Regions from separate parts of the Sus scrofa genome. Here all the other regions are linked to region 3. A link is a contact called in public Hi-C data. All regions are on one chromosome and are shown on one strand. The core of a region is the stretch at or near the end of the contact, and the rest is flanking DNA. Distances in the headings are between cores, read along the strand shown. Region 1 holds the start of ANKRD33 (ankyrin repeat domain-containing protein 33). Region 2 overlaps ACVR1B (activin A receptor type 1B). Region 3 overlaps SCN8A (sodium channel protein type 8 subunit alpha).

Region 1 (4,886 bases), core at 215-2,714, 130 kb after region 3:
TGTATCATTTAATCAGAGATGTCTGACCCATCATCTCGTAGATTTCTTCCAACTGCTGCATAGAGTCCACAGTGTCCCTTCACCACATTTTACTGTGATGGCTAGAGGTACAGCAGCTATATTGTGACCATGAGGAAAAGCCAAGAGACTCCCAGAGAAGGCCCTGACATCATCGAGTTACTCAGTCAACACCAACAGCTTCTTATCTTTGAACTTTTTATCTTGTATGAAGAATAAACCTCTACTTGTTTAAGCCACACATGTCAGTTAGGGTTTAATTACTGGTAACAGAAATAAATCTGGCTAGTTTAAATAAAGAAGCAGGCTCTAGGTCTGGGAACAACTCCCAGCTTTGAGAGGCACATGACCTCTGCCTGTGATCCAGAAAACAAGTCACTACTACAGGAAGCTGACGAATCAGGAAACTGCTCACTAGACCCCCCCAACCGTATCTGTCACAATTTGTGACAGCAAAACGGATGTCCCATGCTACTTAGCTCTATTCCAAATTTGTGTCTTACACAAAAGCAGAACTTAAATCACAGATTCCTAGCTCACAAGAATCTGGGAAGTGTCATTATACCTTTCCAGCTTTTACAGTTTTGGAAGCAGGTTGAGCAGCCAGCCTATGGCAGCAACCACACCCCTGAGGTCAGTTTTTGGTTACAACACCTGACTGATACACTGCATAAAAAGCAGCAAGGACCAACCCCCAAAACAGCACTGAGTGAAAAGAACGAACACAATAAGCTCTGTAGCACAATCTAAGGTGTGAGTTAAAATAAAACAAACCACCACTACTTTTTTCAATGAAATGTATGTTGTCACGAATATATGTGTCATCGAGTTCCCATTGTGGATCAGTGGAAATCATGACTAGGAACCATGAGGACGCATGTTCCATCCCTGGCCTCGCTCAGTGGGTTAAGGATCCGGTGTTGCCATGAGCTGTGGTGTAGGTTGCAGACGCAGCTCCGATCCCATGTTGCTGTGGCTCTGGTGTAGGCCGGCGGCTACAGCTCCGATTACACCCCTAGCCTGGGAACCTCCATATGCCACTGGAGCGGTCCTAGAAATGGCAAAAAGACAAAAAAAAAAAAAAAAAAAAAGGTAATTTAACTTAAAGAATAATTTAATAATAATTTTATTAATTTAATAAATAATGGGAGTTCCTGTCATGGCTCAGTGGTTAACTAATCCGACCAGGAACCATGAGGTTGCAGGTTTGATCCCTGGCCTTGCTCAGTGGGTTAACGATCTGGCGTTGCCGTGAGCTGTGGTGTGGGCCAGCAGCTACAGCTCTGATTAGACCCCTAGCCTGGGAACCTCCATATGCCGCAGGTGCGGCCCTAGAAAAGACAAAAAAATAAAATAAAACCTTCCATTAAAATAAATAAATAAATAAATAAATAATGAAAACCATAGTTTGATTTGAATAATCAAAATAATTCATTTACATGTGAATATAATTTAAATATTTTATATTTAATGTACCACATCAAACTAATCCATTAAACTGAATATATCATAATTTCTGTACCCTAATTAAGCAATTCTTTATGCTTTAATTTCCCCAGAATCTAAAAAAATAGATCCAGGTGACCCCTGGGGCCCCTATGCCCGTCCCAGTCACCCTCTTTAGAGAGGTGTGTGACTTACAGCCTCTCCCACCCCTACCCCCCCTGCCAAGCCCGGCTCCACTCTTCAAAGCGTGGGTTTGGAGCTGGTCTCCGAAGGGGGCCGAAGGTGTGAGTTTGCAGGAGAGGCGGATCTTACTCTCAGAGCCCCCTCCTCGGGGGAGGAGCCACTCGGACTCGGGCCCCGCCCACTCTAGGCAGGCTCGTGGGGCGGGGCTCTGTCGGCTTGGGGAGGGGAGAGCACCTGCCCCGCCCTGCACCTCATCCCTAACTAACCCGGCTTGATCCAGCTCAGCCCCGAGGTGTTTGAGGCAGCTCTTTCCGTTAAGTCGAGCCATCTGTTACCTGCGTTGCTTCCTGGGGGGGAGAGTCCACCTTGAGGCGCTCCAGAGACCCGGTGAGTGCTCTCAGGAGTCTGGGGCTTACTGTGAGTCCCAGCAATGGCTACCTCCTAGGGAGCCTCCAAACCCCAGGTAAGGTCCCCTGGGAAAAAGGGAACTGCCGCTCTCCCTGAATCTCACCAGGATCCTCACTTATAGTGACTTCTACCCTCTTAGGGCTCCTGCCACTCTGCTTCCCTGCCACCGGCATGTCCTTTCTCCAGGGTGAATGGGATGGGACACTCCAGTAGGAAAGGACTCTTCCTTGGGCCATTGGGGTGAGTCACAGATGCTGAGACATGTCCCAGGATTCAGAGGGACACCATTCCCCTCATTCTGTGTTATAGATGCCAGCTGCATTGAAGGGGGGAAACCCGCCTTCTTGCCCCCAGCATGGAAGAGGAGGAGCTGCCATTGCCGAGGGGAGGGCTGGACGTGTCTGATGCCTCTATCCCAGGCTGCACGCTGGGGGCCCTGTACTGGGCCTGTGTCCGAAATGACTCTGCCCAGCTCCAAGCCATCCTGGATGATGGGGTCTCCCCAGAGGAGGCCACCCAGGTGGACGGCAATGGGAGGGTGAGTCACCCCACTCGTCCTGGGAATTTCAGGATGGCATCCACTGCCTGGGTCCTCAGGAGGAAGGGAGAGAGTGGGTCTTCACAGGAACTGGGACATCCCTGGGTCAGATGTGGATTTAAAGGGCCCAGGGCCCCCAAGAAGCTCCAGGAGGGAAGCACGGGGGCTGAGCTGCCCCTCCCCCAGACAGGCCTCATGGTCGCATGCTACCATGGCTTCCGGAGTGTCGTGGCTCTGCTCAGCCGCTGTCCTTTCCTGGATGTGAACCAGCAGGACAAAGAGGGGGACACAGCCCTCATGCTGGCTGCCCAAGCAGGTAAGAGGCTGCTGACCCCACCCTCTACCCGCCAGACCAAGGCCACAGCCCACACTCTTTGCACCAATGTTCTCTCACTCTGACACTGCCACTGCCGTGTTGGGTGGAGAGTGGATCTGGGGCTTTGTCATTCCTTTCCTGGGTAGCCAAGCTCTGCCCTTGGTGCCCTGCAGGCCACGTGCCTCTGGTGAGTTTCCTGATCAACTACTACGCGGGCCTTGACCTGGAGCGCCGGGACCAGCGGGGGCTGACAGCGCTGATGAAGGCTGCCATGCGGGACCGTTCGGAATGCGTGGCTGCCCTCCTCATGGCAGGTGCATGGGGACCAGGATGTTGTGTGGCCTCCAGTTCCTCCCCCACACCTCCCCACCAGGCACTAAGTCAGCTGTCATAGTTGCAGAGAGGAGAGAGGTGGATGGAGGATCAATCTAGGCTGACTTCCTGGAGGAGGAGAGTGTGCTGGAGCTTCTCACCAGCAACAAAGTCCAGCTCCTGATAGCTCTGTTTAAGTGGTGAATGGCAGTCCCAGAAAAGAAAACTTGGGAGGATAACCTAGACTGGCTGGAGAACCTAATACAAAAAAAAAAAAAAAGATTGTTATCTGGAACCAGACTCTTTGGTGCCCATCCTGGCTCTGCTGCCCGCTGAGTGACCCTGGGCAGGTGGCTTTCCTCTCTGGGCCTCACCAGTGTAATGAGGTCAATGGCCTTCTCTGGGCTGATCTCCAGCTCTGACAAACCAGGGTTCCAGGAATGCAGGGATGTGTGATTGAGACATGTGACTGTGACAGCGTTGTTCTGGGGTGAAGTCCACACTGTGGAGTCTCCAGGCCGTGCTACTCTCTGAGCTGGGGGTTCCCTCTGTGGGTCACCCTGGGGGACCCCAGCCTCCGGCTTTGCCCTTTCCCATCCTATTCGGTTGGGTTTGAGGTGAGAAGGGAGGAAGCTCTACATCCCCTCCTTTGTGGAAGAGTAACTGCTACTCCCCACCCCCAGGACTGGGGGGTGTAGTGATGAAAGGAAGAGTCAGAAGAGGGAACCAGCAGGACTCCCTCCCTCCACCTGCCCCAGAGGGTGCAGCTCGGACCTCCCCCCATCCTGAGCAACCCCCACACACCTTCTGGTCAGCGCCTTGGTTCAGGAGGTCTCTAGTCTGCCCCATGTTTGGAGACCTGGAGTAAGTATCCCTGGTCGGTCCCCCTCACTGGACTCCTTTCGCCAATCAAACCGGAAGTTGGGATCCTAAACCGGAAGTTGGGGTCTGGGGCTGGTACTGTCCGTCGGTGCTACTGCAGCCCCTGAGGGCCTGATTCCAGCTGCAGCAGGGTGGGCCTCTGGTTTTGCATCTAACTCAAATCAGTCCTGCTCCTAAAAGCATCTGTCCTTCTGCAAGGCACCGATCCCACCCCATGTCACCCCTGTGCCCTCCCCAGGTGCTGACCTGACTGCAGTGGATCCTGTCCGAGGCAAGACGGCCCTGGAGTGGGCATTTCTGACCGACAGCTTCGACACAGTACAGAGGATCCGGCAGTTGCTGCGACGGCCCCAAGTGGAACAGCTGAGCCAGCATTACCAACCCGAGTGGCCAGCTTTGCCCGGGCTTGTGGCCCAGGCCCAGGCTCAGGCCACCCCATCTCTCCTAGAACGACTCCAGGCCACCTTGAGCTTCCCCTTTGCCCAGTCTCCTCAGGAGGGGGGTGTCCTGGACCACCTTGTGACCATCACGACCAGCCTGGCCAGTCCTTTTCTCAGCACTGCCTGCCACACCCTGTGCCCTGACCACCCACCTGCACTGGGCACCCGAAGCAAGTCCGTGCCAGAGCTGTTAGGCACTGCCCCACCCCCTCCTCCTGTACCCCAGCCCCCCCAGGAAGTTCCTGGCCCCCGGGCCTTCACCCCCTACCAGAGCCCTCACGGTGTGTTGAGCATGTGCCCCCAGTGGCTCCAGCCCAGGGGTAGTACCAGCTCCAGGCCCCAA
Region 2 (4,932 bases), core at 524-3,023, 210 kb after region 3:
CGCCCTGCCCTCTCCCACACCCCGTCCCTGGTGATGTGGGCTGAGTGGCTGTGAGTCTAGCCCCGTATGGTGCTTCTTGGGAATTTCCAGTGAGCAGCAGCCTGGCTGAGTGTCCTCCCAGAGTGTGCCATGGGTAGGAGAGGGAGCCCCCGGCCCTGGGCCTGGCCTGTGCTGGGGCCGTCTTTGCTCAGACCCAGCGGCCGGTGCCTCCGTGACGTGCAGCTGCACAGTCTGCCCGGGTTGGGGCTTTGCCGGCTTTCCTCCCCACACAGCCTCGCTCACAAATCAGATTGCCTTTGACATCCTGCCACAGACCACCTTCCAATCATAGTTTGAAACCGTGTTCAGATCCTGCCAAGAGGTCTTTAGTTCCGGCTTGACTACCTTGTTGATAACGAAGTGCTGTGCCAGGGGGAATTTCATTCTGACTGCTTTTAACCTGCTTTTGTGTAGATGGGTTTTGTTACTCCTCCATGATTGCTTTATCTAATTGTGTCGTTTCTACTACGTAGCTCTTTGGTCATGGAACACGGAGAGTTTTTTAGGTGTGTATTATTTACGTACACGCATGTGCATGTGTAGGCTGATTTAACCTGATGAGTCACTAGGAAACAGATGATGAAGAGCTGTTATCATTAATCGAGATTTAGCTTTCCAAAGAAATCAAAATTAGGTTTGGGGTTTAGTGTACTAGTAAAGTTTGAGTAAATTCAGATGTTTTTCTAATTTTATTATCACTTGCTTTGTTTCAGTGAAAAATGAATATTAACAGAAGACAATTTAAATACTAGTCTGTCTTTCATAGAGAAGAGACATGTGGTTGCCACCAAGGGGAGAGGGGGTGGAGGAGCGAGGGATGGGGAGGTTGGGGTTAGCAGATGTTACATGCAGGGTGGATAAAGCCACGAGCTCCTACTGTATAGTACAGGGAACTATAGTCAGTACCCTGTGCTAAACCATAATGGAAACGAATATAAAAAATCTTTTCAAAGACTGGTCTGTCTGTAAAGTTCACGGGAAGGTGTATGAAATTAAAGCAGAACTTCCCAGGGTTGGATCAGTGGTCCAAATTGTGTGAATTTAAAAACAAACTAGCCTCAGATTCCAGCTGGAGGATTTTGGAGCCCCTCCTTTCTGGGTAACTGTGAGGAAAATGTGGTTCAGGAAGGTTAAGTGACTTGCCCCAAACCACGCAACTAGTTACTGGCAGAGCTGAGACCCAAACGGCAGGTCCTTGCTGCGGTCATGCTGCAACTTGGCGCTTCCTAGTTAGTGGTTAAAGAGACACATTGTTCACGGATGTGTTTACTTGAGTTTTGCGCGGGGAGGAGGGAGTAAAATTCACTGAGCATCTATTTGCTAAGCACTTTGAAAATACACTATTTCGTGTGATTCCCACGTAGTCCTGTGAAGTGAATAACAGTCCCGCCTTCCCGACTAGGAGACTGGGGTGCCGGGCGCTTACTAACTTGCTCAAGGTCATGTGACTAATGCGAGAGCTGGTATTTGAGCCTTGGGTCTGCGTGACCTGTGCCTGCCCGGATCCCCTGCCGTGGCGCTGGTGATGGTAACTGAAACCCCTGGCGGGTGTGGGCCGCGGTGACAGGGATCTCAGAGTCGCCTCGTTTTCAGACCCCTCGCTCACTCCGTCAGCGCGTAGATGTGCGCAGATGTGTGCAGGCAGCAGCTTTCTGGGAGGACCCACAGCCCTCAGCAGCTGTGGGCTAATCTTCATGCCGTCTCTGTCACAGAAATGGTATTTTCTGGTTGGGCGGCCCCGGCCTGGAGAGATTCAGGGACTTGCCCAGCCCCTTATCACAAAGCCACATGGCCCTGCTCCCAGTTCCGTTCTTCGTCCCGTCTAGCATAGATTTCACCACTTTTGTTCTTTCCTGTCTTACACCAAGATTGTTTAAGTACTTCCCAAAAATAATGAGCCACGTGTGGGTGTGCTCGTTCTCCGGAATGAATCACTGTGAAAGAGGCCGTGAACCGGGGAAAGGAGAGTAAGCGTCTGGAAGCAGAGGCTCTGCTTCGCCTGCTGCTGACGGACCGACCCAGGAGGGAGCGTCTTTTCCAGAGGCGGCCGCGGGTCTGGCCCGCGAGTCCCACTGTGCTCAGAATAGCCCTCCGGGAGGCTGGGGAGGCGGCCGCTTTCCCTCCTCGCTTCCCAAAATAGCCCCAGGCTGTTCTTGTCCCTGGACGGCAGGGTGCGTGCATTGCGGGGACCCCTTTCGTGCCTGAATGTCCCCACCGACTCCGGGAGAGGAATGGGCTTCTCGGATGCGCAGGCAGGACGGCAGCGTGCGGTGCGCCCGGAGGTCTGGGTGGAGGGTTCTGAGGGCCGCCGAGGTAAATTAGAGTCAGCAAAGGAATCCGGGAGGGGGCAAACAAGGGGACTGGGGGGGAACCAGGAGGGTCCGTGGTCTCTCTTGCATCTAAAAGGGTCGGAATTGAAGTTTAGGATTAAATTTACTTTTAAAATTCCTTTTATGATTGGCGTCCTCATCTAAAGGATGCCTGCTTTAAACTTCCTGCCTTGAAAATATAACACGACCCAAGCCCTTCAGCAGGTAGCGGCGTGTTTTGGAATTTCTCCCAGAAGAAAGGGCTCTGATCAAACGCCACGAAAAACAATCCCACAGGCCAGGCCGTGAAGATCCACACTGCCCGCTTACCTGTCCGTGCCCGCCCTCCCTTGCTTCCCCGCTGGGGCTGGCAAGGACCGTGTCATTTATAGAAAGCCTGGGGAAGGAGCGCTTGGACCCTGAGATACTGGGAATCAGTTTGGGGATTTGAAAAGCCAAGAGATGCCCTCCAGTGTTTTGGAGGAAGAGACAAAGATAGACCGTTTACAGCCGAAAGGGGTGAGTTACAACAAGCTAGTTTTTCACAGGACTGGTCATAAATGCCTCTTCTCCGGGGGCCATAGTTTGAATATGTTCCCTCTTGTTATCTAGAAAGTATTCACTTCGTGTCCAGTGGGGGACTCGGGTGGGCCCTGCCACCCGCACCCCTGATGGGCGAGTCCCAACCTCAGTGTCCCAGGGGCTCGAGCCTCCCCCTGCCCATCCCAAGGGGTCAGGGCTAGGTTAGGCTTCTGGGAGACAGTGCTGGGGAGAACTGACTGCTGCTGTCTGTGCTATTCTTGTTAGACGGATAAATAAAGGATCGCAGATTCCAGGGCTGCCCAACTGGTTTTCAGAGGCACCAAATTCATTTACAGTAATTTCCTGTCAACAGGGCACACTTAGGGATAAACACACCCAGTCATACTCGTTAGTCCCAGAGCTGATTGAGTGCACTACCGATTTGAAAAAATATGTATATTACACTTTTGAAAGTGATATCTGGAAGTTCCTGTCGTGGTTCAGTGGTTAACGAATCTGACCAGCAATCATGAGGATGCAGGTTCGATCCCTGGCCTCGCTCAGTGGGGTAAGGATCTGGCGCTGTTGTGAGCTGTGGTGTGGGTCGAAGAGGTGGCTTGGATCTGGCGTTGCTGTGTCTCTGGCTACAGCTCCAATTCGACCCCTAGCCTGGGAACCTCCATATGCGGCGGTAGCGGCCCCCGGGGGGAAGAAAAAATGATGTCCAGGGGCCGTTCAGAGCTGAGTGACATTTATTGAGCACTTTTTCTGCATTAACTCATTTAATCCTCACCATGACTTTAGGAGGCGGGCACTGGTATTTTCTTCTTTGGCCGGCGCTCCTTGTGCCCCTCTTGAGAAGGGCACCTGCTGGGGACTAAAGGGAGGGGAGGATGTTGCACTAGTCGGGAGAAGCTTCCAAAGGAAGTGACGTTGAAGCCAGATTTTAAAGAACTTGTAAGAATTAGCCAGGAAAAAAAGCATTGCAGCAAAACCATGTGTAAGAGCACTCACACTGCATTCAGGAAGCTGTGGGCGTTCCCGGTGCAGAGAAAGGAGATGGGGTTGATGATGGCTCTAGGGAACCCTGGGTGGTGGATAGAGTGTGGGGGGTGGGGTCCTCCAGTCTCCAAAGGGAAGGTGCCTTCCTCTGACCCTCAGACGTCTACATCTAAAGGAAAGCCTCTTTCCTAGCCACAAAACGTTATTTTTTCCCCATTTTAGGGGCCGCACCCACAGCACATGGAGGTTCCCAGCCTGGGGGTCCCCTTGGAACTGTAGCCACTGGCCTACACCACAACCACAGCAATGCAGGATCCAAGCCGAGTTGCAACCTACAGCACAGCTCACAGCAATGCTGGGTCCTTAATCCACTGAGCGAGGCCGGGGATCGAACCTGTGTCCTGATGGACACTAGTCAGATTCGTTTCCACTGAGCCACACTGGGAACTCCCATAAAACACTTTTTAAAAAATTAAGTCTAAGTCTTGGAGTTCCCATTGTGGCTCAGCGGTAATGAACCTGACTGGTATCCATGAGAACGCGGGTTTGATCCCTGGGCTCGCCCAGTGGATTAAGGTTCTGGTGCTGTCGTGAGCTGTGGCTATGGCGTAGGCTGATGACTACAGCTCCAATTCGACCCCTGGCTTGGGAACTTCCATATGCCAGGGGTGCGGCCCTAAAAAGACCAAAAAAAAAAAAAAAAAAAAAAAAATTAAGCCTAAGTCCAAAGCAGAGATAAAAAGGCAGTTTCTCTGTTTCTCGTAGACATAAACTAGAACCCTAAGAGGAAAATGATGGCGCCCAGAAAGCCTTGGTTGAGAGCTGAATAAACAGGTGGAAAGGGTAGGCCCCCGTTGATGATATCATCATTCTGGCACCATCTCTCTTAAAAGTGCTGCATTTTGCTTTTTTGTTTTGTTTTTGTTTTGCTTTTTTAGGGCTGCACCCGCAGCGTATGAAGGTTCCCAGGCTGGGGTCAAATCCGAGCTACAGCTGCCAGCCTACACCACAGCCACGGCAACCCCGGACCCTTAACCCACTGAGCGAGCGCAGGGATTGA
Region 3 (4,682 bases), core at 344-2,843:
ATGATGGGGTGAATTATAATCTGCCAGGAATTTTCTTCAGTACGGTTCTTAATCTTAATATATATACAAGAATAGAAAGGCTTTCTGATGTAGCTCTCCAGAAGCAATTGTTTCCTTTTCAAAGTATCCTGATACTGATCAGACAGATCCTTATCTGGCTTCAAGCAAACACGTGTCTTCCCTGTTCTTTGAGGGTTGCTGACTGTCTCTGCCCTCATACCTTCACATGGAAGGAGCAGCCAAGTTTCTATGGATGAAGCAGTAACAGTAGACAACATGGTTACTAGAAAGCTAGGTTTTAAGCCCCCCCACTAGGTCTGATCTGACATAGAATATTCAGGTTGGCACAAAGAGCACAGTAAGGGACATCAAGAAACCCTTTGCCATAGTTTTCCATACTGATCTTGCCCAGGGTGGAGCATATAAAAAATACTTTCCTTAACAATCTGATGGTGTTTTCTACCCTTTTTTATTTGATTGAGAATTTGAACATTGCAAGTTAACTCATAAAATAAAAATGTAGCAAGGCCAGATAAGCATGTATTATTTATATATAAATGCTATATAAGGCATTTAATTAAGGTATAAGGTATTTAATTAAGATAGCAAAACCTTACCATACTTCTTTACAGTGGCTCAGAGGAGATTTGGGGTAAAACTTGAACTTGCCGATGTTCAGGTAGGTCCAGGTTTGACATTGGGAAGCAGCAGTTAGGTAGAGTGACGGTGTTCCTACACGTGGAGGAAGCCGTGTCTGTAATACTCTGTGTGATCAGGGACTTGGCCCTTCATGTAATTTCAAGTAGAGGTGAATTTATTTCATCACATGATCCAATTCTAGCCAAATGCTATGGCTGTGAGGCCAGAACAGGCAAACTCAGGGTCTGCTTCTCGTGATGTTGCCCCCAGGAGTCTTGGTCTTTCTACTCTCTGCTTAGGTTGAGGGTCCCAGCCAGACGCTTGGGTTCCTTGTAGATTTTGGACACAATGAAATGACTTGGTCACGTATCTGTAGAACTAAGGGTGATCCATGGCCAACTCGTTTCATTCTACTTGTTGAGGTGTAAAGAGGCTTGTAGGATCAGCGTAAAAAGATGCGATGCAGAGCGTATCCTCCCGCTCGCCCTCCGGACTATATCCAGCAAGGCCCAGCCTTCATGTGTAGGTGACCTTACTCACCCCACTTGCTTTGTTTTGTTTTGTTTTGTTTTCCAGGCTACAACCGAGGTGGAAATTAAGAAGAAAGGCCCTGGATCTCTCTTAGTCTCCATGGACCAGCTGGCTTCCTATGGGCGGAAGGACAGGATCAACAGCATATTGAGTGTAGTTACCAATACGCTAGTGGAAGGTACGTGTCTTGTGATGTCAGTCCACGCCGCTGAGACAGAGATTCGTAGTGTGCATGAGAAATATAGAGTTCCTGGGTCTGAGTTTTGCCACAATTGTCTGTGAGCTTTAGGAATGGAGTCTGCTGGTTGTAGAAACCAGCATCCCCAAATCTCCTCGCACAGAACCCAGTAAGGACTTCAGAGCTGCTGCCGGCATGATGCACCGATAGTAGAAAGTACAAAGGAACAACGGGAGTGAGCTAGAGGATCTCAAAAAGCCTCTGTAATCGTCACCATGAGGAGCCGGGGGTTGGTGAGAGGCAGAGAGGGACATGGCCTGAGACCTGTGACAGTCTAAAACCGTGGAATCCCACCCGCACCCTTGTGCCGCCGACCGAAAAATACACCTTCCTCTTTTCCTTTTCAGCTACTTAAAAATCTTTGGTTTTCCCTTAAGGAATGTACTGTGCCTACATTGATGCCACCTAATTCTGCCTCTCTTTAAACACCCCCACACATCCATAAATATATTGGACATGTGACTAGGTAAGCTGAAACCCCTCTTACGTCAAAGCTCTGGGCCACGGGGGGAGGAGCAGCTGCAGTTGAATCACAGCACGTCTGCAGTGGCGCGGCTGTCAGAGCCAGAACTCACCATCAGGGGGCCCCTCCGAGACACAGCCTGGCCTGCCGAGGACAGCGGAGGATTTTCCATCACACGGCAGTCCCCAGCAAAGGTCTGCTTTCTGTCCCCCTCTGGTCTGTGCTCCAGGCTCCTCTTGATCTCTTCGGAGGTAACTTCGGTGACTGGGTTTTCTCTCCCAAGGTTTTGATTGATTCCACATGCATCCTCGGAATTAGATTCGTGTTGATTTAGCTAAGTCATCCCGTTATAGATCCATACAGTTCCTGCTGTTTTTCGGAGTCCGCACACCCAGGCTGACCCAACGATAACCAGAGTCTCCAAGATAGGCAACTCAAATTATTCATGTGTCCTTGGAACAAGTTACTAATTTTTTGAGTCGCTGAAGTGAAATACCACTTACACTGGCAGAGGGGTGCTCTGTGGTAAAAGGAGAATCCCTAGAAAGGAACTTTAAACTCCTTGGGAGAGCTCACATCTATGCATGTGGGCCAGGAGTTGGACTGATCTTAAGAACGTATCAAGGAGTTCCCGTTGTGGTGCAGCAAAAACGAATCCGACTAGGAACCATGGGGTTGCAGGTTCAATCCTTGGTCTTGCTCAGTGGGTTGAGGATCCTGCATTGCTGTGGCAGAGGCCGGCAGCTATAGCTCCAATTGGACCCCTAGCCTGGGAACCTCCATATGCTGTGGGTGTGGCCCTAAAAAGCAAAAAAAAAAAAAACGTATCAAGTGAAAAGAATGCTGAGCTACCTGCCTTCAGCTCCTGAACACCCTCATTTATTCCTGTTTTCTTTCATTCCTGTTGAGGTCATTGTCTGGGTGAACATCTTTACACTTTATCATTTATACTTTGAGATGACAGGCAAATAACCGCAAATCATGAGACTGCCAAGATGAACTATATTAGCTTAAGAACCTTGGCTTATTCACTTGGAGACCAAGACAAGATTTCCCTGAATATTTATGACAGTTGAGAAAGAAAAGCTCACAATCTCCAACAGCCCTGTTCTATTCCTGGTAAAAAAACAAAAAAAACAACAACAAAAAAAACACATCAGAACAGGAGAACTAGCCATGCAGTGCAGCACTGCACTCATTAACCTCAGTGGCCTAGCATGGGGTCTGGCGAAAGGAGATGCTCCACAAATACGTATTGAGCTGAAGTTTGTTGTGCCTGGAATGGGGGCTACAGGATTCCTTTTGGAGGCCTTGGTGCTCCGCCCTGCGACTAAGTCAGATATAAACCACTGGATCATGACTTTGTCTTGTTCTAGTCCCTTTTCTTCCTCTTCTTTTTCTTTCTGTCCTGCTGTCCTCGTTCGTCACCCTCTACCCTCCAAGACACACAAAAAAGGAACAGATGCAAAGGTAGCTTGGGGGCCAGAGCACTGCGGTCGTGTTCTCAAGCAGGAAGCCACTCCAGTTCTTCTCCCATTCCGAGCCCGCTGCTCACGTGGCCTGTGTCTGTCCTGCCTTTCCCCGCCCACACAGCCTCCCATCCCCTCTCCTGGGATGTGCCTCCCTTTGTTAAAGCTGAGGAGACACAACTGCTATAAGCAAAGAACAATGAATGGCTGGAGCTGAATGATGTGAAAGGGAATTAAAGGACATTAAGAAGGATCAATACTTGCTGGTCCCTCGGTATTTAATGATTGCTCCAGCATGGAAAGCCAGCATTGAATGCGTAACTGTTTCTGCTTCCCAGGCCTTTAGTTAGGAACCTCGGGCATTATTTTCATCCAGAGTTTTAAATAATTATTATTTAAAACCAAAGAAGCAAGCCTCATCTAATAGTTTAGAAACCACAGTGGAGAATTCCAGAATTCTGTAAATAGAAAATCCTGCCTTCCCTGACTCACCCCTGTCCTATTACAAACCTGCTCACAAGGCTCCCATAAACTCAGTGGAATCCGCAGTCAGCAGAGCCATAAGCGCTGGGCATATTTCAGAGGACAGGATGCGAGGTGTCGGCAGAGTGATATGGTCTCACTTCATCTCCTCAGAGCAGTCCAGCTGTGGGAGAGGGGGGGAGAGTTGAATTAAGAATGAGGGTGCGGTGATGGCACTCAGCATTATTGACTCTCAAGTAAAACACTTTCATCAGTGTCAGTACAATTACTTATCAGGTATCTGCCTTCCCGGGTGCAGCTACGAGCTCTGTGGGTTGGCGACTCTTGCTCACCAGTGTATTCCCAGTGCCTGGCACGATGCTGAATTGAACCAAGAGAGGCCTCTGCCTTCAGAAACCTGATCTGCTCACACCACCATCTTGGAGGAATCATGAGGCCCTCTCTGAGGATAACTCCCTACTCCTGAGGTTAGGACTCCAGCAGTCTCTCTGTCCAGGAGCAAAACTAAGAGAAACTCTACAGACTTTTGGACGTCCTGTCCCAACACGTTAACCCGTTCCCCCCAGACCACATTCTTGGGGGCCCGTCACAGCTCGCAGTTTCGAGCCACTTTGTAAACCTCCTTATTCGCCTAATTGATCTTTCCAACTCCCAAAGCTCCACGTGATCTTAGTTTTTGTGCAACAGAAAAGATCATCCTGAGGCTTCTCGGGTCTCGGTAAATGGGGATAAGAGCTATCTCGTCCCCCTTTTTGGTGCCGCACTGGGGAGGGAAACCTGTCTTCACCATCTGGCAAGGACTCGGGGCCCAGTTCATGGTAAAGCATGACAGTTGTGTCAACTGTTAGAAACGTGAAAT

What was found. Hi-C and Micro-C count contacts between places; a contact is called where the count stands out from the background.
Region 1: a Hi-C map of skeletal muscle shows a contact between it and region 3, with 3 times the contacts expected there. The contact joins the promoter of ANKRD33 here to the enhancer-like site in region 3. A contact is called at or near these places in 1 of 5 promoter capture datasets (liver), 17 of 47 Hi-C or Micro-C datasets (alveolar macrophages, embryonic fibroblasts, epiblast stem cells and 11 more) and 1 of 2 datasets of contacts at active chromatin or transcription factors (skeletal muscle).
Region 2: a Hi-C map of embryonic fibroblasts shows a contact between it and region 3, with 2.0 times the contacts expected there. The contact joins two enhancer-like sites. A contact is called at or near these places in 2 of 47 Hi-C or Micro-C datasets (embryonic fibroblasts and heart right ventricle).

Annotation. Positions count from the first base shown.
Region 1 is chr5:17,245,876-17,250,761 of Sscrofa11.1, forward strand. ANKRD33 (ankyrin repeat domain-containing protein 33) reads left to right here and starts at 1,465. Exons shown (of 5, transcript XM_021091670.1): 1 at 1,465-2,034; 2 at 2,365-2,909; 3 at 3,083-3,223; 4 at 4,342-4,737. The coding sequence starts at 2,411.
Region 2 is chr5:17,326,673-17,331,604 of Sscrofa11.1, forward strand. The region is part of intron 1 of ACVR1B (activin A receptor type 1B); the gene reads left to right. Among named protein-coding and RNA genes, the nearest start is that of ACVR1B, 15 kb to the left of the region's middle. Within about 2 kb of position 1,774, at least 44 of the 83 cell types and tissues checked have an H3K27ac peak or open chromatin away from gene starts, as enhancers often do. A contact at or near this core is called in embryonic fibroblasts, where this site is marked.
Region 3 is chr5:17,117,493-17,122,174 of Sscrofa11.1, forward strand. SCN8A (sodium channel protein type 8 subunit alpha) reads left to right here. Exons shown (of 27, transcript XM_021091665.1): 13 at 1,216-1,348. Among named protein-coding and RNA genes, the nearest start is that of FIGNL2, 89 kb to the right of the region's middle. Within about 2 kb of position 1,594, at least 6 of the 83 cell types and tissues checked have an H3K27ac peak or open chromatin away from gene starts, as enhancers often do. A contact at or near this core is called in embryonic fibroblasts and skeletal muscle, where this site is marked.